2 separate regions of the Mus musculus genome follow, and region 1 is linked to region 2. Evidence: chromatin contacts called from public HiCAR-type data. All regions are on one chromosome and are shown on one strand. The core of a region is the stretch at or near the end of the contact, and the rest is flanking DNA. Distances in the headings are between cores, read along the strand shown.

Region 1 (5,623 bases), core at 294-2,793, 1.0 Mb before region 2:
CCACATAAATTGTGTGTGGTAGCAACTATCTACAATCCCAGTGCCTCTGTGGTGAGATAGATATGGAGATAGAATCCTTAAAGGCTCGAAGGCTAACTGGCCAGCTCTACACAGTGACTAGCCTCAAAGAGACCTTCTTTCCAAGGAGATAAAAGGGAAGGACCAATGCTTAAGGCTGTCCTTTGAGCTCTACATGTTCACTGTGACATGTATCAGACCTTGACATAAACAGCCACGCATCATTCACACATACATACTTATCAAATATCAGTCTTTCCATCAATCAATCAATCAATCAATCAATCAATTAACACGCCCTGATAATTTGTATATAACTTCCAAGAAATCCTGAATACCCTCTCAGTGGAGCCCACAGTAACTACTGAGTATTCAGGTCATTATGAACCAAAGCCATGGGTAAGGGCCCTTATGAGATCTTTGCAATATGTTTGTTGATATCTTTGGGTAGAGAATGGGCTACACGAGTATCAATAAAGTATATAGAAAGATTAGAAACCATGGAACTCAGAGTATTTCTGTTGCCACCAACTAATTGCCTCCACACAGAAACTAGTGCTCGTACACTAAACCCCGGACCTCCTACAGCTTTAATGCCAAGATGGGAAGGCTCAAACAAACCAGAACCAAGCAAAAGCCAAGACACAGAAATATGTGGCTGAGGCAGATCTACCGCTTTCTGCCACCAGGAAGTGAATATTTAGTGAGGATAACTCCCTGGAACTCAGATGCATGGAATCTGCGAAGATCAAAGCAAAGTATTCCAACCTGGTTCCTGTGATCATGGAAAAAGTCTCTGGCTCTCAGATTGTTGACACTGAGAAAAGGAAGTACTTGGTCCCATCTGACATCACCTTGGCTCAGTTCCTGCGATGATCAGGAAAAGCATCCAGCTGTCCTCCGAGAAGGCCACCTTCCTGATTGTGGACAGGACAGTCCCACAGTCCAGCCTAACTATGAGATAGCTTTACAAGAAGGAAAAAGAGGAAGATGGATTCTTGTATGTGGCCTACATCGGAGAGAACACTTTTGGCTTCTGAGGCCCTTGCTGGGCTAGGCTCACCCTTCCTGCTTGTGTATCTTGTAAATAACTGGCTGTTCTCAGTTACTCCGCCAGAGCCTTCACACAGACCTGCTAGTGCATTTGTAACTGGATTTATTTCTTACTATATGGGAAGGTTTTGTTTCCTTAGATTAGTAAATTATCATACAGGGGAAAAAAGAGTGTTCTTTCATGCCTAGTTTCCTGTGCTTTCAGACTTTGGGGCTTGTGTTCACTGGAATCCTAGATTATCCAAAGGCATCTTGTGCTTTCTTAATGTTTTTACAACTCATTATCTTTACAAGTTTTTCTTCCTTTATTGGTCTGAGTTTTCCTTTCAGCTCTGGCTAGCTCTTTAGACTGAAGGAATACATTAGTTCTTTAGTCAGAAGAAAGACTGTGGAAATGGCCCAGTCAGCAAAATGCCTGCTATACAAGCATGAAGGCTTGGGTCTGGTCCTTAGAACTCACACACAAAAGCCTGATGCAAAGACATGCACTTGGAACCCCAGCTCTGGGCTGGCAGGAGCAGGCAGGTCCCTGGAGGGTGAGGGCCAGCCAGCCTAGACTACTTAGTGAGCTCTAACACAAATAGAAACCCTGACTCCAAAACTGACGAACCACAGCAAGGTGGCCCTCTGGCCTGAGTTTTCAGCGTTGTAGGCCACCTTAACAATTGCTTAATTTATAAATCATATTAAGTTTTATTGGTAATTGTCAACATTTCCTGGGGAAGGAAATTGGTGAAATAGAGCTACTCGTTAGTATCATATATACATTAGGCGCTAAGTCAAATCTAACATTGTTTTGATTTTCATGGGATAGATCTCCAGGAAACACTTATTCTCTTTAGGTATTGTAATCCTTTAGTACTATAATAAAAAATAATAACTGTAGAAATTGCTAAAGTTATTCTTGGGCTATGTTGTGCTTAATTAGTAGTAAATATAAGTCAGTTGATATAAATATTTGAGGAAATGCATGGTCTAGATCTTTTAAACCTTAAAGAATGTGTTGATATGACTAATAAACTTACATACAATTACTCTCTGAATTGGTCATTTGTTCCCACGAAACTGCGTCTTATTCATTAGTGTATTGAAAACAATGGTTCGAGAGCAAAAGGAAGCTTGAAAAATCAGACGTCGAATAATGGTCGGGGCTCAGGGCTTCTTCATAGGAAAGCGATTATCAGACTCTGTGGTTCAGCACTTCGCCCTGTCTCTGGGCAGACAGAATTCGGAAATGCTAGACTGCATTTACCCTATGCCCGCTGTCAGGTGCTAGGCGTGAGCAAAGAGCCAGGACACCACTGAGGATCTGGGAAAAATGCAACCTAAGATGTGGGAGACCAAAGTGCACAGAGGATTTGGAACATCGGGGGTCCACGGACCTGCCGTGAGGAATTTGAGAGCCTGGGGGCTCTCAAACTCTTGGGCATCCAGGCGCCACTGGGTCTCTGGGAGTTGGGAATGGAGTTGGGTCTAAGAGCTGAGGAGGCTGGGACCAGCGGGATGGAAAATCTGGCTTAGATCATAAGTGATTTTTCTTACCTTAGCAGTGGTTCTCTGAGAGAGGAGAGGGGTCTTTCTGAGGGAGACTTAGATGCAGCTCTGTAGATGAAGGCAGTCTCCATGCTCCTCATGGTGGTTCTTGATGAAAGAGACAGTCCTTGGTTTCAAGCTGTTTACTGATTATTCATCGTGGAAAATGGGTGCATACCACCTCCTCAGGGTGGACCAGAGATGAAATACCGTTTGTAGGAAGGAACGTCCAGGAAGGAAAACTTACTGGCTAACTCTCGGGGTCTCTAGATCATTAGTATGGAGAACTCTTTTCTGATCTACGTGACCATAGTTCATGTTTCCATGTAGGGAGTGTGGTCATGTGACAGAAGCTTGTGCGCGCGCACGCACACACACACACACGCACACACACACGTCTATTAGGAAAATGTTTAGAGAGTTTCTTTGGTCCTCTTCTCTCCCCACCAAAGTACAGGGATATAAACATTCTTTTTTTCCTATCTGGCACAGATTGGCTGACTGTATGTTTGGCCTTATTTTGTTATTTCAGGGACCTAACTCCAACACTTAATCCCACTTCCTCCAATTTTTAACATTTTTATTACCCTGGATAATTGACCCTAGCTTCGGGGCATGCATGATTTTCCATTATCCCTGAACACCTCGCTTGATTCAGCTTTTTGTCACTCTGTTAGCTGACCTGTATCCCGCGGGGACAAGCAAACACTGATGACAGTCTGCCCTCCAAGGCCCTGCTTATTGAGCATAATCACAAAGGTCCAAGCGAAATTGAATTCAAAAAGTTGGTTTTATTTTCCAAAGTATCGGGTTCTGGACTAATTGGGCTAGAGGTTGCATTTTGAACTGAATCCCCTCCCCTCCAAAAGGACAGATAATGATACGGGCTACAGTAGGATCATCAAGACCTAACTTCTTACAGACATCCACCGGCAGAGAGTAGATAAGAACAAAAGAAAGGGATCAAGCTGTGTGTATTACAAGGAAACTGCCATGCATGCTCAGCCATGAGGGGAGTGGCGTGGCACTCAAGTCTGGATGCACCTGAGAAAATCCAGAATAAAGAAACTCTGAATGCTGGGTTTCTTTATACAATAACTCCCCCATTTTGATTGTATGAGTGCCTCACAGAAATGTTCAAAACCACAGTTAAAGAAAATCAGAAAACGGATGTCGTACCTTAAACATACATGTCACAGGGATTAATGTCCTAGTGTCTTGTTCTTGTCTTTATCTGTCTCTTCCTATGTCAATGTATTTAGTTTTTGCAACAGTATTTAAGGACAAGATACACACACACACACACACACACACACACACACACACACACACATATATATGTATATATATATATATATATATATATAGAGAGAGAGAGAGAGAGAGAGAGAGAGAGAGCTTTTCTTTTTTTTTTTTTTTTTTTAATTAGGTATTTAGCTCATTTACATTTCCAATGCTATACCAAAAGTCCCCCTTACCCACCCACCCCCACTCCCCTACCCACCCACTCCCCCCCTTTGGCCCTGGCGTTCCCCTGTACCGGGGCACACAAAGTCTGCGTGTCCAATGGGCCTCTCTTTCCAGTGATGGCCGACTAGGCCATCTTTTGATACATATGCAGCTAGAGTCAAGAGCTCAGGGGTACTGGTTAGTTCATAATGTTGTTCCACCTATAGGGTTGAAGATCCCTTTAGCTCCTTGGGTACTTTCTCTAGCTCCTCCATTGGGAGCCCTGTGATCCATCCATTAGCTGACTGTGAGCATCCACTTCTGTGTTTGCTAGGCCCCGGCATAGTCTCACAAGAGACAGCTACATCTGGGTCCTTTCAGTAAAATCTTGCTAGTGTATGCAATGGTGTCAGCATTTGGAAGCTGATTATGGGGTGGATCCCTGGATATGGCAGTCTCTACATGGTCCATCCTTTCATCTCGAGAGCTTTTCTTTTTAAAAGTCAGTGGTAGAACCTGGGCATAGTGGTACATGCCTCTAATCCCAGCACCTTTAATTTAAGGCAGATGCTGATGAATCTCTGAGTTCAAGTCTAACCTGGAGTACATAGTAAATTCCAGGCCAAGTTGGGCCGCATAGAGATACCTATTATTTATTAATAAATTAATTAATTAATGAGTAAATAAACATATAAATAAAATAAGTAAGTTGTGAGTGGTAGAGAATTGCCTGGCCTGTGTGAGGTCCTGGGTTCCATTTCAAGACTATAAATAACTTCTAAATTTTATTTACTACTAATCCATATTTCAATCAAAAGTATGTTTTACAGTTCTCCAACTCAAATCAAAATCAGTATACAAACAAATTTTACAGGTTGTTTTTGGTATACCACCCCTTGAAGATGTATTTATATATTTGTGTGTATGTATGTGTGTATATGTGTACATGTGTGTGTTTGTGTGTATGCATTTGTGTTTCTGTTTGTGTGTGTATGAGCATGTGTGTGTGTGTGTGTGTGTGTGTGTGTGTGTGTGTGCATGTGCGTGCTTGACTTGTGTGCATAGGTGCTCCTAGTGACTAGAAGGTGTCAGATCCTGAGGCAGGAAATTTGACATCTTCTCTTATGGGTCAAGTTCTTGTTCCTCTGGGGTTAACAGCCAAGCTCAGAACTCCAGGGAGGAAGACTACTGCCTTTCTGTTCCATACCTTCCCAAATCTATTTTAGTCCTTAGTCTCTTTTTGCATTTTCTTCAACCAGTAAAGGCCATTTTAATTTTCCTTAGTGTGGCTCTGAGGAATGGGACAAGATATCAATTAACTCCAAGGCCTGGGAGCACTCACTGAGTCTAAACACTCACTTCTGGTGCCAGCTTGCCTGATACAGAATGAACATGAGTGTTGTGAAGATGGAATCATAGACATGTTTGGAGATGAGAGATCCTTCCAACACTGAGATCTTAGAAGAAAAATACATCATAATATGCACTGATATGTTTTAAAAATATATTTTCCTTAAATTGTAAATAAAGTACTAGCTACATTGATGCAAATTGCATCTATGTATTTTAA
Region 2 (6,435 bases), core at 981-3,480:
TCCATGACTGACACTTCTGCTTAATGTATTGTTGCTTCCCACACTATTGGTCATTTAAGATCCAGCACACGAGGTATGAACATGGCAGGCTGTACTTCATTCTTGATTCTCAAAAGAACTCTTAGAAGTCACAAAACTTTATGTAACTATGGAAAATGGAAAAAGTTTAATTTCATTCCATGTCTACAAAAGCTCACAGAGCTCAAATGATACCCCCAACATTTAACATACTATAATATAAATATCTCACAACTGTCAGCACAGATGGCTATTCAATGTAATGGTGTTTTGATGCATATTATTTACATGTTACAGTTATAATATATACTAATAAATGCTAATAATTCACTGTCATGTATTTCTATTACAAGCTTCACAAAAAGTCTGCATAAAGATGAGAAAAAGGAAAATGACATCCTGAACATTTTTTCAGTTGCTTCTGGCCATTTATATGAGCGTTTTCTAAGGTAGGTGAGAAGGTTCTCATAGTTTCAGAAAGTTACACATTTACACAGATCGGAATTCAGCAAAATGAAAGAATGAACCTCAAAAGGAAATAAACTTTTTTTCCCGTTTCTGCCAAAGTATTAGCTTATTTTCATACCCGCCATTATTATTATTTATTATTATTATTATTTATATTCTCTGCCAAAGGCCCCTGGAGGAGCAAATCCACTGGGTTTGTGCGTTCTTCTTGCCTAAATGTTAACAAGGTATACACCAGTGAGCAGCTTGCTTTTTACATGTAAGTTTTAAAATACATTTAAATTTTATTAATTTGATTTGATTTAGAATAGTTTTAATTAATGTTAGAAATGCGTTGAATTTAACAAGATAATGAGAAAAAATATATATTGTAAATTTTCCTTTCCCATGAAGGAATATCATATTTGGAAAAAGAACGAAGTCAGTGGAGAAGAAGAAGATGGTATTCAGAATTTAAAGAATATTTTTAAGAGTTTATATAAAGGACCACAAAGAATGCCTCAGAGATATTTCAGTTCTGATCCTGGTGCTTTAGAGAGCACTTTCAGGGGCGCGCCTCTCTCCTTCACTGAAAGGCCTGGGTAAAGCAACCACATGGCAGAGTCCCAGAATGCACCAGTCCCTTCTCTTCTGAAAGCCTTGTATTGATCACACAGTGGCTCTGTGATATTTGCACCCTTACATCCTTATGCACTGCCTATTGTCACAGCCATAATGTCTGAAGGTGTTTTAGTTTACCTCTACATATTTCACAATGTGTATTCATAAGTCATCATTTAAAGGCCTCTGAATATAAGTTACCCTGTATTTGTCTCCATGTCCTTTGACTTAGGATTATGATGCTTTCTGTTCTGCGGAACACCGAAACTCCCGTGAAGTTCTGGTTTCTGAAGAATTACCTCTCGCCAACATTTAAAGTAAGCACATGGCTATTTTACAATGTGGCTAAAGCTTGATACTAATTTCTTTGTTACCATTGTAATCTCTGAAAACATTTCCCTTTTCAATGTGAGGTTTTTAAATGTGTATTTGCCAAATAGGGCATGGGAGTGGAAAACACATGGACTGAGATGACACAATACAGGATCCGTCCTAGCAGATGCTATCACTAATTAGAAAAACCATTCTCTGGATAAAAACCTTGCAGCACTTCATGGCAAAAGTAATGCCTCTTCAAAACGGGGTTTTCCTTTCTGGTTTGCTTTTTCTCTCTGTTTCTTCTTCGTACGGTGCTTTCGTGCATAACATAAACACTGGTGAGTGCGCAGGTGTAAGCCTGTAGCTTTGCTCTGTTCACAGTAGCCAGGCCCTCCCTCCAGCCAGAAGGTCATTGGCCTAACTACCTGTCTGTCTCAGTTCCTGAGGAGTCTGTTTGGGGAAGCAAGGCAGCAAGCAGTGGGCGTGAGCTGGAGCAGGAGGCTGAGCCACAAGCTTGAAGCAGTCTTTCAACACTCTCAAAGCCCGCCTCCAGTGACGTACTTCCTCCAACAGACACGTCTGCTGCCGCTCCCTCCCCTTCCTCCTTCACACACTCCCTTTCAGCTTGGGAACAAGTTTATTAGAATAGTATTTAAGCAGTTTTCAGTTTCTTTATAATGATTTATAGTAAGCTTCTTCTAAAATGTATTGTTTGATTTGTTATATGTGTCTAGGAGGTAATTCCTCACATGGCTAAGGAATATGGATTCCAGTATGAGCTTGTGCAGTATAAGTGGCCCCACTGGCTTCATCAACAGACTGACAAGCAGCGAATCATTTGGGGTTACAAAATCCTTTTCCTTGATGTCCTTTTCCCACTGGCTGTGGACAAAGTCATATTTGTTGATGCTGACCAGGTAACAAGAGCGATTACTTTTTACTAAAGCTTGCTTTGCATCTAACTGAACATGAACATGAGGATTTGCATTGCTCATTGATTGTCACTGTTAGTTTTTAGACATACACGACACGACATTTTTTATATCCACTAAGAACCTGGAGTTTAAAAACACACTAGCAGAGCGTGCGCAGACGGGAAAGTGTGACAAGAAGTACCGTCTGCGTACAACATGGCAGTTCCTATCTGAAACAGCCATTATTATTATTGTATAATTTGGCAAGTAAAACTAAGACATGTGTACATTATTCGTTATAAAAACAGTTCCATGCACCTGCGCGGGTACGCACGGGTTCCGCGCACCTGCGCGGGCACGCACGGGTTCCGCGCACCTGCGCGGGCACGCACGGGTTCCGCGCACCTGCGCGGGCACGCACGGGTTCCGCGCACCTGCGCGGGCACGCACGGGTTCCGCGCACCTGCGCGGGTATGCACAGGTTCCATGCACCTGCGTGGGTATGCACGGGTTCCGCGCACCTGCGCGGGTATGCACGGGTTTTCCTCTAGCTGCTGACTTGCTGGGAAGGTTAGCGGTGAGTGGTGAGTGTGGCCCTTCTCTCCTGCGTCCACCATCAACAGTGAAACCATCAAGTTTCCATCTGTCCATGACTTACTTAGGAAAGGCTCTAAATTTAGCTGGAGATAATGAAAAGCCACCTTCATTTCCAAATCTGTATGTATAGAATTATTAGCTCATTTCAGGATATTTGTCATCAGTAATCATGAAAATATTTGACAAGTGTACAGAATTTCTAATGCAGGAATACTTAAGTGTTCGTGTATATAAAGTGAATTCACAGGATATAAACGACATATCAAGGACAAAGGTGTATTTTCAGGTTTTATATTAGAATTTGCTGATAAGCATGGAGTGGAGATGGGGGCAGCTTTTTTTCTAAGTCCAGCACTGCAGAGAGTGAGGCAGGAGGATGAGGAGCTCAGTGCAGAAGCACGAATGAGGCCACCTGGAAACAAAAGCCAACCGGGAGGAAAAGACGGCAGAGAAGAGAGCAGGGCCCTTGCCTGGGTGAAGTCTAAGCCACTGCCGTCTGAGCTCTGAGGCCAGAGACTATTTATCACCTCATTGTAGAACAGCAGGGGACTAAATGCAAAAATTTATTGCTGGGCTCCTTACTCTGGTGAGTCAGCAGCCAGAAGCCTCTCTGGCTAAGCTGGTTAACTCTTTGTGAACCACAGAGGAAGGAAAGGAAAAGAATTAAGATGCTGGGGCTGGTGAGATGGCTCAGTGGGTAAGAGCACCCGACTGCTCTTCCGAAGGTCAGGAGTTCAAATCCCAGCAACCACATGGTGGCTCACAACCATCTGTAACAAGATCTGACTCCCTCTTCTGGAGTGTCTGAAGACAGCTACAGTGTACTTACATTAATAAAATAAATAAATCTTTAAAAAAAAAAAAGAATTAAGATGCTGTATACAGGCAAATGTACACAGACGCATATACATTCAAACATTCATATACCCACACTCTGGCCGGGCCCAACTCTTTGTCACAATCAACTCCGAAAATATTCATGCATGCTTACATACGTGCATATGTACCTGCACACATGCATATAAACAGACATACACATTTGGATGGATGGATGGATGGATGGATGGATGGATAGGGCAAAACTCCCCAAGCCAAACTATTCATTCAACTAACAACTTTATTTCATTTCTCTGGCCTTATTATACTTTTAAAAATATTAATAATTTTATTAGATATTTTCTTTATTTACATTTCAAATGTTATTCCCTTTTCTGGTTTCCCCTCCAAAACCCCCCTATCTCTCCCCCTTACCCTGATCACTAACCCACCCACTCCTGCTTCCTGGCCCAGGCATTTCCCTACACTGGGGCATAGAGTCTTCACAGGACCAAGGACCTTGCCTCCCACTGATGACTGACAAGGCTATCTTCTATTACATATGCAGCTAGAACCATGGGTCTTTCCATGTGTACTCTTTGGTTGGTGATTTAGTCCCCAGGAGCTCTGGGGGTACTGGTTAGTTCATGTTGTTGTTCCTCCTATGGGGCTGCAAACCCCATCAGCTCCTTGGGTCCTTTCCCTGGCTCCTCCACTGGGGACCCGGTGCACAGTCCAGTGGATGGTGATTCCTCCAGAACTTCTTTTATTCTTGAGAAGAGTTTTTGCTATCCTAGGTTTTTTGTTATTTCAGATGAATTTGCAAATTGCCCTTTCTAACTCAGTGAAGAATTGAGTTGGAATTTTGATGGGGATTGCATTGAATCTATAGATTACTTTTGGCAGGATAGCCATTTTGACTATATTAATCCTGCCAATCCATGAGCATGGGAGATCTTTCCATCTTCTGAGATCTTCGATTTCTTTTTTCAGAGACTTGAAGTTCTTATACAGATCTCTCACTTCTTTAGTTAGAGTCACAACAAGGTATTTTATATTATTTGTGTCTATTGTGAAGGGTGTCGTTTCCCTAATTTCTTTCTCAGCCTGTTTATTCTTTGTGTAGAGAAAGGCCATTGACTTGTTTGAGTTAATTTTATATCCAGCTACTTCACCGAAGCTGTTTATCAGGTTTAGGAGTTCTCTGGTAGAATTTTTAGGGTCACTTATATATACTATCATATAATCTGCAAATAGTGATATTTTCTTTCCAATTTGTATCCCTTTGTTCTCCTTTTGTTGTCTAATTGCTCTGGCTAGGACTTCAAGTACTATATTGAATAGGTAAGGAGAAAGTGGGCAGCCTTGTCTAGTCCCTGATTTTAGTGGAATTGCTTCAAGTTTCTCTCCGTTTAGTTTGATGTTGGCTACTGGTTTGCTGTCGATTGCTTTTATTATGTTTAGGTATGGGCCTTGAATTCCTGATCTTTCCAAGACTTTTATCATGAATGGGTGTTGGATTTTATCAAATGTTTTCTCAGCATGTAATGAAATGATCATGTGGTTCCCCCCACCCCCCGGAGTTTGTTTATATAGTGGATTACATTGATGGATTTCCATATATTGAACAATCCCTGCATCCCTGAAATGAAACCTGCTTGGTCAGGATGGATGATTGTTTTGATGTGTTCTTGGATTTGATTTGCAAAAATTTTATTGAGTATTTTTGCATCGATATTCATAAGGGAAATTGGTCTGAAGTTCTCTATCTTTGTTGGGTCTTTGTGTGGTTTAGGTATCAGAGTAATTGTGGATTCACAGAATGAGTTGGGTAGAGTACCTTCTGCTTCTATTTTGTGGAATAGTTTGTGAAGAACAGGAATTAGATCTTCTTTGAAGGTCTGGTAGACCTCTGCACTAAACCCATCTGGTCCTGGGCTTTTTTTTTTTTTTTTTTGGTTGGGAGACTATTAATGACTGCTTCTATTTCTTTAGAGGATATGGGACAAGCACAAACACACAGTTTAGGGGAAGAAAAAAATTCAAAAACTAAGATTTTAAAATAAAATTCTCTTACCTTCCCTCAACATTTTCACTAGTATTCTTTTGGCAAGCTTGAGACAATTGAAAAGTAAAACTGGGCAGGAGAGAGGCTCAGGGGTTAGAAGGACTTTGCTCCTCTTGCCTAAGACCCACAGTCAACAACTCCAGTTCCTGGGGATCCAGTACCCCCTTCTGGCATCTATGGGCATTGCACCACATGGCACACAGGCATAACTTGCAAACACCCATATATATACATTAAATAAATAAATATTTTTTTAAAAAACTGAAAAATTAAAACACAGTAACATTTTCATTTAAGCTACTTTTTAAATCAAGACTGACTTTATGATTCAAATTAATATTTTCCAATATAAATTTATATATTGAGGAACTAAGTGTTGTATGCCATTGTGATGGTTAATCCCTTCCTGAAACACATGCTTTATAAACTAGCTTGCCTATAAATGATATCACTATGTATTCCTACTGGTAAGACCACAGTTATTCAGGTAAAGAGCATAAAAGTCTATGGTTTTTTTTTTTATTTGTAAGAACAAGGAGGAAAAATTAATGTGTATGATGTTGTACAGGAAACTTACCTGCTGTTTCTGTGCACTGAGGCAGTAACGTGAGATTCACATGGGAAGAGTCTATGCCG

What was found. HiCAR-type assays count read pairs that join an accessible place to other places.
Region 1: a contact with region 2 is called in a HiCAR-type map of astrocytes, with 4 times the contacts expected there. The contact joins two enhancer-like sites. A contact is called at or near these places in 2 of 115 datasets of contacts at active chromatin or transcription factors (astrocytes and embryonic basal ganglia).

What each region holds. Positions count from the first base shown.
Region 1 is chr14:120,016,066-120,021,688 of GRCm38.p6, reverse strand. It overlaps Oxgr1 (oxoglutarate (alpha-ketoglutarate) receptor 1), which reads left to right. Exons shown (of 4, transcript NM_001001490.3): 4 at 1-2,104. It also overlaps the pseudogene Gabarapl2-ps. Among named protein-coding and RNA genes, the nearest start is that of Oxgr1, 24 kb to the left of the region's middle. Within about 2 kb of position 1,543, at least 9 of the 459 cell types and tissues checked have an H3K27ac peak or open chromatin away from gene starts, as enhancers often do. A contact at or near this core is called in astrocytes, where this site is marked.
Region 2 is chr14:119,003,031-119,009,465 of GRCm38.p6, reverse strand. Uggt2 (UDP-glucose glycoprotein glucosyltransferase 2) reads left to right here. Exons shown (of 39, transcript NM_001081252.2): 32 at 372-467; 33 at 1,319-1,403; 34 at 2,139-2,321. Among named protein-coding and RNA genes, the nearest start is that of Dnajc3, 68 kb to the right of the region's middle. Within about 2 kb of position 2,230, at least 375 of the 459 cell types and tissues checked have an H3K27ac peak or open chromatin away from gene starts, as enhancers often do. A contact at or near this core is called in astrocytes, where this site is marked.